Regions from separate parts of the Mus musculus genome. Here all the other regions are linked to region 3. A link is a contact called in public HiChIP or PLAC-seq and promoter capture Hi-C data. All regions are on one chromosome and are shown on one strand. The core of a region is the stretch at or near the end of the contact, and the rest is flanking DNA. Distances in the headings are between cores, read along the strand shown. Region 1 has its middle 14 kb from the start of Gm28818. Region 2 has its middle 55 kb from the start of 4933417E11Rik. Region 3 holds the start of Apol7d (apolipoprotein L 7d). Region 4 has its middle 34 kb from the start of 4933417E11Rik.

Region 1 (2,700 bases), core at 72-2,571, 260 kb before region 3:
CTTTTGCTATAGCTTGAGTGATCTCTGGGAAGAAATTTAATGACAACCTATCATTTCATCAGTATCCAACTGCGTACAAGTTTATGCTCTACCAGACACCATGGAACATAGCCAGCTCAACTTCCTGCCCACTGAGGAGGCAGTGGTATCTTCACAGTGCCTGGCTCATAGCAGTTGTTTACTAGTAAGCATTAGTTTCCTTCAGCCCAAGGAGCTTATGGCAAGCCGTGGTCGCAGCCTTGTCCAGAATTCCTTCAATAACCATAGTATGATTTTATGATATTCTAGTCTAATAGTAAGTAGTTCTTCCTCAATATATAAACACTATGAAATAGTGGACTTCAAGGACTTTGCTGTGTTCAATGCTAAATTCCTTAAGACCTTAAACATGGTATATGTTTTAAAATATATACTCTTCTGAATGAATGCATAAATACGTGAATAATTATGGGAAAGGTATTGGTTCTAGTTTAGTTTCTGTTGCGGTAACAAACCTCATGACCAAAACAACTTGGAAGGAAAGGGTTTATTTCATTTTATACTTCACCATTGAGGGGAGTCGGGACAGAACTCAAGGCAGGAGTCTGGAGGGAAGAACTGGCGCAGAGACCATGGAAGAACGCTGTTTACTGACTTTTCCTGGCTACTCAACTACCTTTCTTATACAGCCCAGACCCACCTGCCCAGGGATAGTGTGAACCACAGAGGGCTGCACCCTGCCATATCAATCAGCAGTCAAGGAAGAACCCACAGACACCTCCACAGGCCAGTTGATGGACGCCTGTCTTAGCTTCTTTTCTGTTGCTGGGATAAACTGCCATGGTCAGGGCTACTTAAGGAAGAAAGAGTCTATTTTGGTCTCTGGATTCCAGAGTTTTAAGAATCCATCATGGCCAGGCAGCAAGTGGTAAACATGCTAGTAAAAGCAGGGAGCTTACTCTAGGAAGGAGAGAGAGGGAGAGATGGAGAGAGAGAGAGAGAGAGAGAGAGAGAGAGAGATGTTGGAGTGGTGCTGTCTGTAAGCTCTCAAAGCCTATCCTCCAGGGACATGTTTCCTTCAGCAAGATGCACCTCTTAAAGCTGCACAAACAGGACTAACAACTAGAGACCAAGTGTTCAAATATCTGAGGCTGTGGGGGCCATTTCTCATGAAACCAGCACAAGGTCAGCTTCTCAGTTGAGGTTCCCTCTTCCCAAGTGTATCACCTTGACAACCGATGCTAACGATGTCAGAAGCAGCAGCTGCTCTAGCGATGCACTGACTTTTAAAGGGAAGAGCTGATGTACCAGTCCAGAGAGTGACCTCTCGGGGAGTTACATGAAGTCACATGACACTATAGTAGGTGAATGACTCTTAGGCCATTGCCTGAACGTTCTATGGTGGTATTCATGGTTCAGACCAAGGGGAGGGGACTGAATGAGCATGTCTGGATGGCATTTATCCTCAGTGTAAGGAGAGGCTGTCCAACTTTGGATCCCATGAAACACATTTTGAAATATTTACAGTTGTCTCTCATCCATTCTTGCTCTTTCTATACAGCCCATCCACACTCCACAGATTTATAGCCAGTCAGCTTAATCCCTGCATTGTGAAATGATATGAAATCAAGCCATCAAGAGACCAAGAAGATGAAAATTGAGATGAAAAAAAAAATCTCTCTCAGTGGGTCTTCTGCCAGATGAGGCTATATGCTTGGGGCAGCTAGCTAACTCTTAAATAAGAAGACAAAATAAGGAAATAAAAAAATCAATACCTTTGATCTTTCTTAAAAAGTGCTCAAATATCCCAATGTTGTCTCCTACAGCCTTTATAAATCTTTCACTGGGGGCCTCAGAAAACTCCAAATCACATAACACAGCCATCAGGTTTCCAATCCAAGGAGAAAAGTGCTTTTCAAAGCAGTATGTGCCAAGCCCACCTTCACCTGGATAACATTTGTTAGCCAACCATGTGCTGTGTCCCTCTGTGTTTGTTGATCAATGTTGCAGTCACACTGACCGGAAGGGTGCTCTGTCCTGATTTCAGAGTGAGTTTTAAGCCACTTTGAAAACCCTTTAACTTGTGGGTTTGCCTCACTCTGTTTGAGTCCAAATTGCACAATAATATAATGAAGCAAGTCCTGTGGGACTCTCTGTGTCATATTAAATTTCAGGAAACCACAACCTTTGCACGTCTCCTCTGATTGCTCCCCTCCCCCCCCCCCCCCCCCCCCCCGACTGTGGCCCTATCCTGTGGCATCTGGCTGCTTTCTGGCTTGGTATTCAACAAGGTTGAAAACCCATTGCATCAGAGTCTCCTCTGACACTTTGGAAACCTCCTCCTTCTCGTCATTAAGCACTCCTGTCCTTTCTGAGTAATCAAAGCTTTATTGTAAAAACCTACTTAAATCCCCAAAGAGCTTTGAAACATTCGTTTCACTTTTCTGTCTGCTTCAATGGATATTTTATGTGAATTGTGAACTTGGGAAACATAAAAGGGGAAAATTAAAAAGACATATGCACGTTCTGTAAGAATCAGTAAGAAAGCCATGAACAACATTTTAGTGAGTAAACCATGAATGTGGGATGCATTTAGCTAGCTTGATATAGTCTTTCCATTTTCTTTATGATCCGCTCACATAAGGATGGTTGAACATTTATTCAAACTTTAGAAGGATCTTCACATTGTTTAAAAGCCTCACTATTTTACTCTGGAATGGT
Region 2 (2,700 bases), core at 102-2,601, 410 kb before region 3:
GAAGCTTGCTGGTCTGTCAAGGCTTACCCCCAGAGGTTCTGTTCTTCTTGGGGAAGCCCATAGCTGAGGGAGGCAGCGGCAGAAGAGTCTAGCCTTGTCTCTTCAGAGTGGAACTCCTCCTATGGGCTAGCTTTGCTCTCTGCTTGCCAGAGATTTTCCTTAAGTCCCTATCACTGTCTGATGGCTTGCCCTGCCCAGCCCTGTCCGATGCCCTTTCATGGATGCTACTGCCAATTAACCCTTTGTTTATCTTCCTGTCTGTCTCCTAGTGCACCCAGATGGCATCCTGCATTTACCAGGGCTTAAATGACAAATGCAAAGTTATAATCTGATAGGAAATGATGAATGTTAGAAAATTTTGTTATGTAAACAAATCCACAATAATATTATGCTGCTTCTCCTCCTCCTTTTTCCTCTCTCTCTCTCTCTCTCTCTCTCTCTCTCTCTCTCTCTCTTTCTCTCTCTCTCTTTGGTGCATATGTGTATGCATGGGGTGCAGGTCAGTGCTGGCTGTATTCTTCTATCATTTGCCACACTATTTTTCATTAAACCTTAAGCTAACGGATTGGCTAGACCAGCTCTGGGGATCTGCCTGCCTCTCCACTCTTCCCCACCAGGGTTACAGGTGCTACTGTGCCAAGTTTTCTATGAGGGTTCTGGGTATTGTAATTCAGGCCTTTCCTCTTGTAAACAGCAAACAACAAACAGAAAAAGCCATCTCCTCAGCTCTCTTATGTCATTTTCTAAGATATGAAGATGTATACGTGATGAAGATACCAAGACAATAGAAGGAGGAAAGAGGTGCTTGCCAGCAACCCATGGACCAGATGTTTTGATGCTATTTCAAAAACTTAAAAGAAAAACAGTTCTAAAGGCTTTGCCATATTTGAAATATGTATTTAAGCCCAGATTTTTGTGTCAAAGGTAATGTTTTTAATATTGGTAAATAAATCTCTAAATTGTTATGCTCTGTAAATTAATATACTTAACACTAAAATATAATTTAAAGTATCCACATGAGCAAAACCATCTGTGCTGACAAAGAGGCCGGGGGAAACAACCTTATATTTTCAATTAAGTACTGGAAGGCATTCACCAATGGCTTTCTACCTGCGAAATGCTAAGCTCACCAAAGAGCATCCACAGAGCACACTTTGAGAAACACCCTGCTAAAAACAAAATTCTGAAAGGTTTGAGGGGAGGAGGAGATCAAAAAGGCAGTAAAAATCCATCTGTAACACATAACCGAAGGGGAGAAACAGTGGTGGACAGACAGACATGGTCCCGCTAACGATGGGAGACAATGTAACAAAAGCAAGCCTGCAGATGTTTGCAGTTACTTTAAATAGTATGGGATATTTTCATAGGAAAACCCTTTACTGCAATGCATTTGCAATAGTTGGAGCAGTGTGGAGTAAGCTGGAACATGTGTTTTTGCTGGAGAGGCAGGAAAAACAGTTGACTGATTGTGTTGTTTAGAGGGCGGCCCTGGAACCGTAATATTAACCCCTTGGCTCTCAGTGCTAAGTTTCCTTTTTTTTTCAGTTCTTTGTGGCTGTGCTTTGGGGACATTGCAGGTAGGAGGTCACCCACCTAAAAATGCATCACAAATGCAAAAATGCTTCCTTGCTGGGAGGAAGAGGTTTGTCATTACCATTATTTGTCTCTATCTTATTTCAAAACAAAACAATGCTTCTTGCTGTCTCATGAAACAAAGAACAAAGCTTCCCAAAGTTTGAGCAGAGAAGAAGGGTTTTGGAGAGAAATTCTGTAAGAAGGATGGGGTGTTTATTGACAAACGTCTTTTTCCAACTCAGCTGTAGCCAGCCTTCTTTAAAACGTTTGTGGTAGGCTGTCCTTGTTCTCAAGAGCAAGAAGACCTCTATGTTCAGCCCAAATTACACACACACACACACACACACACACACACACACACACACTGGTACCAGACCACTGCCGTGTCTGATCTAAGTTAATCTAGTTTCTCATCTCTCATTACCCCTCTGGATACCCTGCCCTGTGTTCTGCAAGAATCCCTCTTAAACCTCATGTTTGCTCTTAACAATTCCCTGTTTTTCCTCAACAATTCCAACATCCACATCAGTGGTCCTTTTATCCTGCTCTTGGGGTAGGTATGAGTCCCCGCTTTTCCTCTTCTTTATTGCTGTGGTCCATTTGCCCTTAATAAATACTAGAGTAACTTTTTCTTTCTTTCTTTCTTTTTTTAAAATTGGGTATTTATTTCATTTACATTTCCAATGCTATCCCAAAAGTCCCCCACATGCTCCCCCCCCACTCCCTCCCCCACCCACTCCCACTTTTTGGCCCTGTCGTTCCCCTGTACTAAGGCAGATAAAGATTGCACGACCAATTGGCCTCTCTTTCCACTGATGGCCGACTAGGCCATCTTCTGATTCATATGCAGCTAGAGACACGAGCTGGGGGTGGGGGGTAATTGGTTAGTTCATATTATTGTTCCACCTATAGGATTGCAGATCCCTTCAGGTGCTTGGGTACGCCCCTTCTTAGTTGAGTTTTTTGGTTGTGTTTGTTTGTTTGTTTTTGTGTTTCTGATGCCTCCACCCACCTTCTACTCTATTATGTGACCACAATTGCTGAGATTTATTTAAAGTTGCTCTCATTTATAATGGACACATGCTCACCTACTTTAGCTTACTATAGCTTAGTATTTGTGTGTGT
Region 3 (2,700 bases), core at 134-2,633:
AACCTGGTACAAACAACATATTTTGCTAGCTAGTAGCTTTAATATGTTCTCAAAGCAAAGGAGACCATGCGCCTAACCGAGGGAGAAAGCCAAGTTTGGGGTTCGGATCTGCTACTCTGAAAATAGTGGGCTTCTTGAAGGTCTTTTTGAAGCCCTACCAAAGCAACTGGGCTTGTGTGTGTCTGAAAGGTTAAAAAAAAAAAAAAAAAAAAGACCAACGTGTTAGAGCTGCTGGCTTCAGGGGGACGTCTCCTATTCCCTTTTCAACTTCAGTAGTGTAGGAAGTCCAGAGAATTTTCAGTGGAACTTTATACATTCTTGGAGCAGATAACAATTGAAATATAAAAAATCTGGCAGCGGGGGAGGGGTGGATAGTGGAATTCTGCCATGACTGCGAAGTCTGAAAATAAAATAAAATAAAATAAAATAAACGCCCGGACACATGCAAGGGGATTCGGGGTAAAGTCTGGAGGGAGGCAAGACATTAAATCTTTGTACCCATCCTCACCCCAACTCCCCCTTCAGAGGCCACCTAGGTTTGAGTGCAGATGGCCCAGTGAACGTGGCATGGACGGGAAGGGTCCCCCCGCCCCCCTTCATCAGCCAGTTCAACTTTTCCCCTTCTTAAGCTGTTCACTACTGCCCTTTTAAAAGAAACGGGCACCCCATCCCCAGGAAAGGAAAACTGTGCTTCACGACTTAGAAAAGAAACTTTCTGTTGCTTCCTCTTAGAGAGAAACTTGGTCCTGTGAGTTTCTCTGGAATCTGTAGAGCGCCGCGCGGAACCGAGGGCTGTGGAAGCTCAGGGAAGGGGGTCACCTCTGCCACGCGCTCACTCTCTCCCAGGCTCTTCCTTGAAACCTGGCAGGTACTGCGTGGAGAAACCGAGGTCTGAGCCTACCTAACACCATAAAGGCAAAGATAGGGGACCCTAGGCGGCGCCCAGGACCCAGGAAAAGCACCCAGAAGGAGCCGCCCCGCCCCGGGGCTGCAAAAGTGAAGTTTGGATTCCTACAGGGACAAGGTGGTGGCCACTTTATGACTTTTTCCCTTCCCACAAAATACACTCTGGTGTGCACAGACTTTTCTCAGAGGTGACGCAATGTTCTCAAACACCACCACAGCCACCAATTTAAAAAAAAAAAAGTTAAGAGATGAGGGGGGTAAGCCTTACCACCCCAGGCTTCCTTAGGCTCCAGCCCCTCCCTCCCTTTCCTTCGAGTCTACATCACTTTACAGCCGTTTCCCATCCCTACCCCCAATCCTCCTCCCAAAAGTTTGACGACCGCAAAGGAAACCAGAAAGGGGAAAAAAGTTCTCTAGTCCCAGACCTGGCGGGAGATCAGCATCTCTTTTGTTCGGGGCGAACCCACCGTACCCCGTGACGTCACCCGGACTCTGGGCCAATAGGCGCGCGGTCGGCGGCGGCTGCGGCGGCAGGAGGGGCGGGAGGAGTCGGACCGGACCCTCCTCCCCGGCGCGCAGGGCCTCGTGGGGGGCGGGAAGGTACTGTCCCATATAAGCCTCTGCTCTTGGGGCTCAACCGCTCGCACCCGCTGCGCTGCACAGGGGGAGAAAAGGAGCCCAGGGTGTGAGCCGGACAACTTCTGGTCCTCTCCTTCCATCTCCTTACCGGCGTCCCCACCTCAGGACTTTTCCCGCAGGCTGCGAGGGGACCCACAGTTCGTGGCCACTTGCCTCCTGGGGAGGGCGACTCTCCTCCCATCCACTCAAGATGCTCAGGGGTCCGGGACCCGGGCGGCTGCTGCTGCTGGCAGTCCTGTGCCTGGGGACCTCGGTGCGCTGCACCGAAGCCGGGAAGAGCAAGAGGCAGGCTCAGCAAATCGTGCAGCCTCAATCCCCGGTGGCTGTCAGTCAGAGCAAGCGTGAGTACCGACAGTCTGGTTCAAACCGGCCGGCGGCAGGGATGGGTTGGTCCTCAAGCGCCCGCTCAAGTTGTGGCTAAAGTTTTTGCGCGCGTGCGTGGCTGTGCGAACGTGTGTGAGTGCGCGCTTTATCGAGGGAAACCAGCTGTGGACACAAAAGGCTTAGGTCTGAACAGGCTGGTTGCTGGTGAAGTGGAGGTAGGGACCGTCTGTTCTTCCCCTCAAGTGCGCTAACAAATTCTACACCTTCAGTTCGCCCTTCCAGGAACCAAAACGTGTGAAAGAGAAAAGAGACACGAACTTACAAATTTTACATCAGAGATTATTGTGGTTCCCCTGATCCTTATTTTCTTTATCAGCAAATAGCTGGTTAAATATTTAACACGGGGAGGAGGTGAGACTATCTAAATAGGTAGTTTCTTACCAACTTGAAAGAGATGTTAGTTGGCTCAGTGCTTTGGGGGGGGGGGGGTAGCCTAGGATTCTTTCCCCAAGAGCAAGGATAGCCATTTCTCTTCCAGTTTTTCAGAGACACACTCTTCCTTTATCTTGGGCTAGAGGAAAATTTAAAAGTTCTCCCTCCTTTTTTTCTTTTTCTTTTCTTTTCTTTTCTTTTCTTTTTTTTTTCTTTTTTTTTTTTTTTTTTTTTTTTTGCCATGATCTCACACTGTAGCCTAAGCTAGCCTGGCATTCTCCTGTGTTGTCCAGGCTTGTGTGTTCAACTTGGGAGCAATTCTTCTGCCTCAGTTTCTACAGAGCTGGGGTTATTGGCATAGTCATCAAGACACCCAACTTAAGTTTTCTTTCTTGTCTT
Region 4 (2,700 bases), core at 155-2,654, 390 kb before region 3:
GGGAACACCGAGAGGCCCTTCAGAGCGGCGTGTCTGCAAGACTCTCTATAGAGAAGCCAGGATTTAACTCTCCTCTCAGAGGATGAGCAGGATTTGGGTGAAGTCAGTAAGATTTACTGTTGACTGTTTGCCATTAATGAGCTCTGTCTCTACAACATATTGACTTGTTTCCAAAACGGGTACCATTAAAAGCCCACACATTTCCAAGCTGGGCATGTAGCACTTTAATTAATAGCGTTATCAAACCAAGGCGTCAAATGAAGCAGATGAGCCCACTTGAATGAGTGCGTGCTTGAAGCAACTTTATGGTTTGTTCTTTCTGCGTGTAAGAGGAGTGGCCCACAGAACTTTGCATGATAAGAAGTTGTATTTGCTGCCTTTTAATCCCAGGGTGCTGCAGAATAAAGGTATTGTCAGAGCACCATCTATGAATGAAGCTGAACGAGGAGATTCTGAGACTCTGTGAGAGAACTAGAGTCTTGTAATCTCTGCTTCTCAACAACACAGAATTGTTCTTGGAATGTATTTTTGTGATTCTCCAAGGTGTAGCAGACAGAGTGAGTTTACCTCAGCTCTTGTTATTCATGTACTTTCATGGAAAATATATCTTTGCCACCTTGGGCAAAATCGCTTATCCTTGCGATTGCACAGGAGATTCTTCTTAACCCTCAGGGCATACATTGCCCGATGCTCTGAATAAAGATGGCGATTATATGGGACTTTGGTCTACCTCATTTCTAGGCACTCCTCTCCCAGGTTCATGCCACCAATTAGAGCGGTAAACTGGTATTGCTTTGTGCTCTGAGAATTCTGTCTCTTTATGCTGTTCAAATCTGAAAAGTTTAACTTTTAGGTCTGTTTGGGACAATCCCTTAAAAATAAAATCCTCTGAATACTATCATTTCTTAGGTCACAGTGTCTACGTTTCTGTGAACATAGTGGGAAATCCTGCCTCTAAAAACTCACAGGGTTGAGGGGACCATTTCTCGGTCGGATTTTAAATAACTAAATTAGATTGCTACAGTATTTCACTAAGCTGAAAAGGCGAAGCGCATCACAATTTCAACTCACATTGTAAAATTATGACTAAAATTAACCTGTGTCAAGACAAACAAACAAACAAAAAAACATGCACAAGCTAAGGATCTAATGTGTATCCAGTCACTCATGTTTGTGGGATGTTCATTGAGGGAACAGTGTGAATAGAGAATGCCTTAGTTTGGGTTCATATTGCTGTGAAGAGGCTCCATGACCACGGAAAACATTTATTTGGGACTGGCTTACAGTTTCAAAAGTTTAGTCCATTATCGTTATGCCGAGGGACATGGCCGTCTGCAGGCAGACATGGTGTTTGGAGCAGGAGCTGAGAGTTCTACATATGGATCTGCAGGCAGCAGAAAGGAATTATAAGCCACTAGACAGGCTTGAGCTTCGGAGACCTCAAAGTCCTCCCCCAACCTTCCCCCGCCCCGCCCCCACAACTTCCGGCACACTTCCTCCAACAGACACACCTAGTCCTTCAAAGCCACACCTCCACAGAGACCCTTCCTTCTCTGGAGGTAGTTTAAGGTGGTAATCTGATATCACTTCAGGACTTAAACAGAACAGGGTTGGGAGGGTTGTGCGTGGAGGCAGAGATTTCTCGTTTTGAATCTAAGCGGGGCTTTTTGTGATGGCTTTGGTGCTTTCTGCAGAACTTTTTTTTTGTTGTTGTTTAACCAGAACAGTTCCATAGGCATTACTTATGGTCAAATCAATGGTTTTTCCAGCAAGGGCTCATTAATCAGTTGCTAAGCCGCCACAAATTACAAGGGAGAAGGAAAACATCTCCGCAGAGAGGGAAAAGGTAAGGGGCTTATTTGCTAAGCCTAGATGAATAGCACACTGAGTTGAGAGCGTGCATTCATAAAGAACATGTCAGAAATGTGCCTCTTGGAGACCCCGGTTTGTACCAGACCATGTTTTGATTTAGGGAGCAGCTAATTTAACTTATCTGTGGGAAGGAAGAGTGTGATTCTCTCATTCATGGAACCCATATGAGCTTCCGCAGTTCTCAAATCCCCGGGCAAACTAAAGAGTGTCTTGTATTATTTTCTCAGTAGGGCTCTGTTTAGAATAAAATTAAGCTATTTCCCCGATGGCTAAAAAACAGTCATTGAGTACTATTCAAACAAGGAAGAACACGTAGTCGCCTCAACTTCAATCTATTAGCATCTATATTTTCTTAAGAAGGTAGCTCACAGTTGGACCTATTCATCATTTAAAGAAAAATTCTTAGGTAAATAAGGCAAGTGGTGATTACCAGCCTATTAACAAATGTTTTTCCAAGGCTTTCAGAGTCATATACATGAGAAAGCTTCATATATTAAATTTTAATGACATAATACAGCTGATTTTTATTAAGAATTTCTTATTGTTCTGGCTAAGTGTTCTAATTCCTGTTTCCTTTGGTCTTCTTCTTCTTTTTCCCTAACATTGCACATTTATTAAAAAAAAGAAAACAGGGGGTAATGCTCTGTCTCAGTATATACCTATATATAAACATATCTAGAAAGGCTCTCAGCAAAGGATGTTTGGAAGTAGCAGTCAGGAAGAGAAGCCAAATTAAGTTCAAAAAGCATCATTTTAACTGGTGTACCCAGTTTGTTTTTTTTTTTTATTAATGAAACGCGAACTTAAAATAATTTTAATTTTGTTCTG

The links. Promoter capture Hi-C pulls out the DNA fragments that hold promoters and counts their contacts. HiChIP or PLAC-seq counts read pairs in DNA pulled down with a chosen protein or histone mark.
Region 1: a promoter capture Hi-C map of liver shows a contact between it and region 3, with 6 times the contacts expected there. The contact joins the enhancer-like site here to the promoter of Apol7d in region 3. A contact is called at or near these places in 9 of 39 promoter capture datasets (the 3T3-L1 cell line, 3T3-L1-derived adipocytes, the SN4741 cell line and 5 more), 1 of 15 datasets of contacts at CTCF or cohesin (the NIH/3T3 cell line), 10 of 484 Hi-C or Micro-C datasets (the C2C12 cell line, the MC3T3-E1 cell line, adipose-derived mesenchymal stem cells and 5 more), 8 of 115 datasets of contacts at active chromatin or transcription factors (the NIH/3T3 cell line, bone marrow-derived macrophages, embryonic fibroblasts and 5 more) and 3 of 9 other capture datasets (adipose tissue, embryonic stem cells and liver).
Region 2: an H3K4me3 HiChIP or PLAC-seq map of embryonic limb bud shows a contact between it and region 3, with 6 times the contacts expected there. The contact joins the enhancer-like site here to the promoter of Apol7d in region 3. A contact is called at or near these places in 14 of 39 promoter capture datasets (the 3T3-L1 cell line, 3T3-L1-derived adipocytes, the C10 cell line and 10 more), 6 of 484 Hi-C or Micro-C datasets (adipose-derived mesenchymal stem cells, embryonic fibroblasts, nephron progenitors and 1 more), 12 of 115 datasets of contacts at active chromatin or transcription factors (the NIH/3T3 cell line, craniofacial prominence, embryonic fibroblasts and 8 more) and 4 of 9 other capture datasets (adipose tissue, embryonic stem cells, liver and 1 more).
Region 4: a promoter capture Hi-C map of cranial neural crest shows a contact between it and region 3. The contact joins the enhancer-like site here to the promoter of Apol7d in region 3. A contact is called at or near these places in 11 of 39 promoter capture datasets (the C10 cell line, the SN4741 cell line, cranial neural crest and 7 more), 1 of 15 datasets of contacts at CTCF or cohesin (the NIH/3T3 cell line), 3 of 484 Hi-C or Micro-C datasets (liver and uterus), 8 of 115 datasets of contacts at active chromatin or transcription factors (the NIH/3T3 cell line, cardiomyocytes, craniofacial prominence and 5 more) and 4 of 9 other capture datasets (adipose tissue, embryonic stem cells, liver and 1 more).

What each region holds. Positions count from the first base shown.
Region 1 is chr1:71,912,057-71,914,756 of GRCm38.p6, reverse strand. No RefSeq gene overlaps it. Among named protein-coding and RNA genes, the nearest start is that of Gm28818, 14 kb to the right of the region's middle. Within about 2 kb of position 1,321, at least 42 of the 459 cell types and tissues checked have an H3K27ac peak or open chromatin away from gene starts, as enhancers often do. A contact at or near this core is called in 3T3-L1-derived adipocytes, the C2C12 cell line, adipose tissue and 3 more, where this site is marked.
Region 2 is chr1:72,059,287-72,061,986 of GRCm38.p6, reverse strand. No RefSeq gene overlaps it. Among named protein-coding and RNA genes, the nearest start is that of 4933417E11Rik, 55 kb to the right of the region's middle. Within about 2 kb of position 1,351, at least 29 of the 459 cell types and tissues checked have an H3K27ac peak or open chromatin away from gene starts, as enhancers often do. A contact at or near this core is called in craniofacial prominence, embryonic limb bud and uterus, where this site is marked.
Region 3 is chr1:71,652,018-71,654,717 of GRCm38.p6, reverse strand. Apol7d (apolipoprotein L 7d) reads right to left here and starts at 1,383. Exons shown (of 4, transcript NR_040308.1): 1 at 1,332-1,383. It overlaps Fn1 (fibronectin 1), which reads left to right and starts at 1,484. Exons shown (of 46, transcript NM_010233.2): 1 at 1,484-1,886. The coding sequence starts at 1,736.
Region 4 is chr1:72,037,530-72,040,229 of GRCm38.p6, reverse strand. No RefSeq gene overlaps it. Among named protein-coding and RNA genes, the nearest start is that of 4933417E11Rik, 34 kb to the right of the region's middle. Within about 2 kb of position 1,404, at least 9 of the 459 cell types and tissues checked have an H3K27ac peak or open chromatin away from gene starts, as enhancers often do.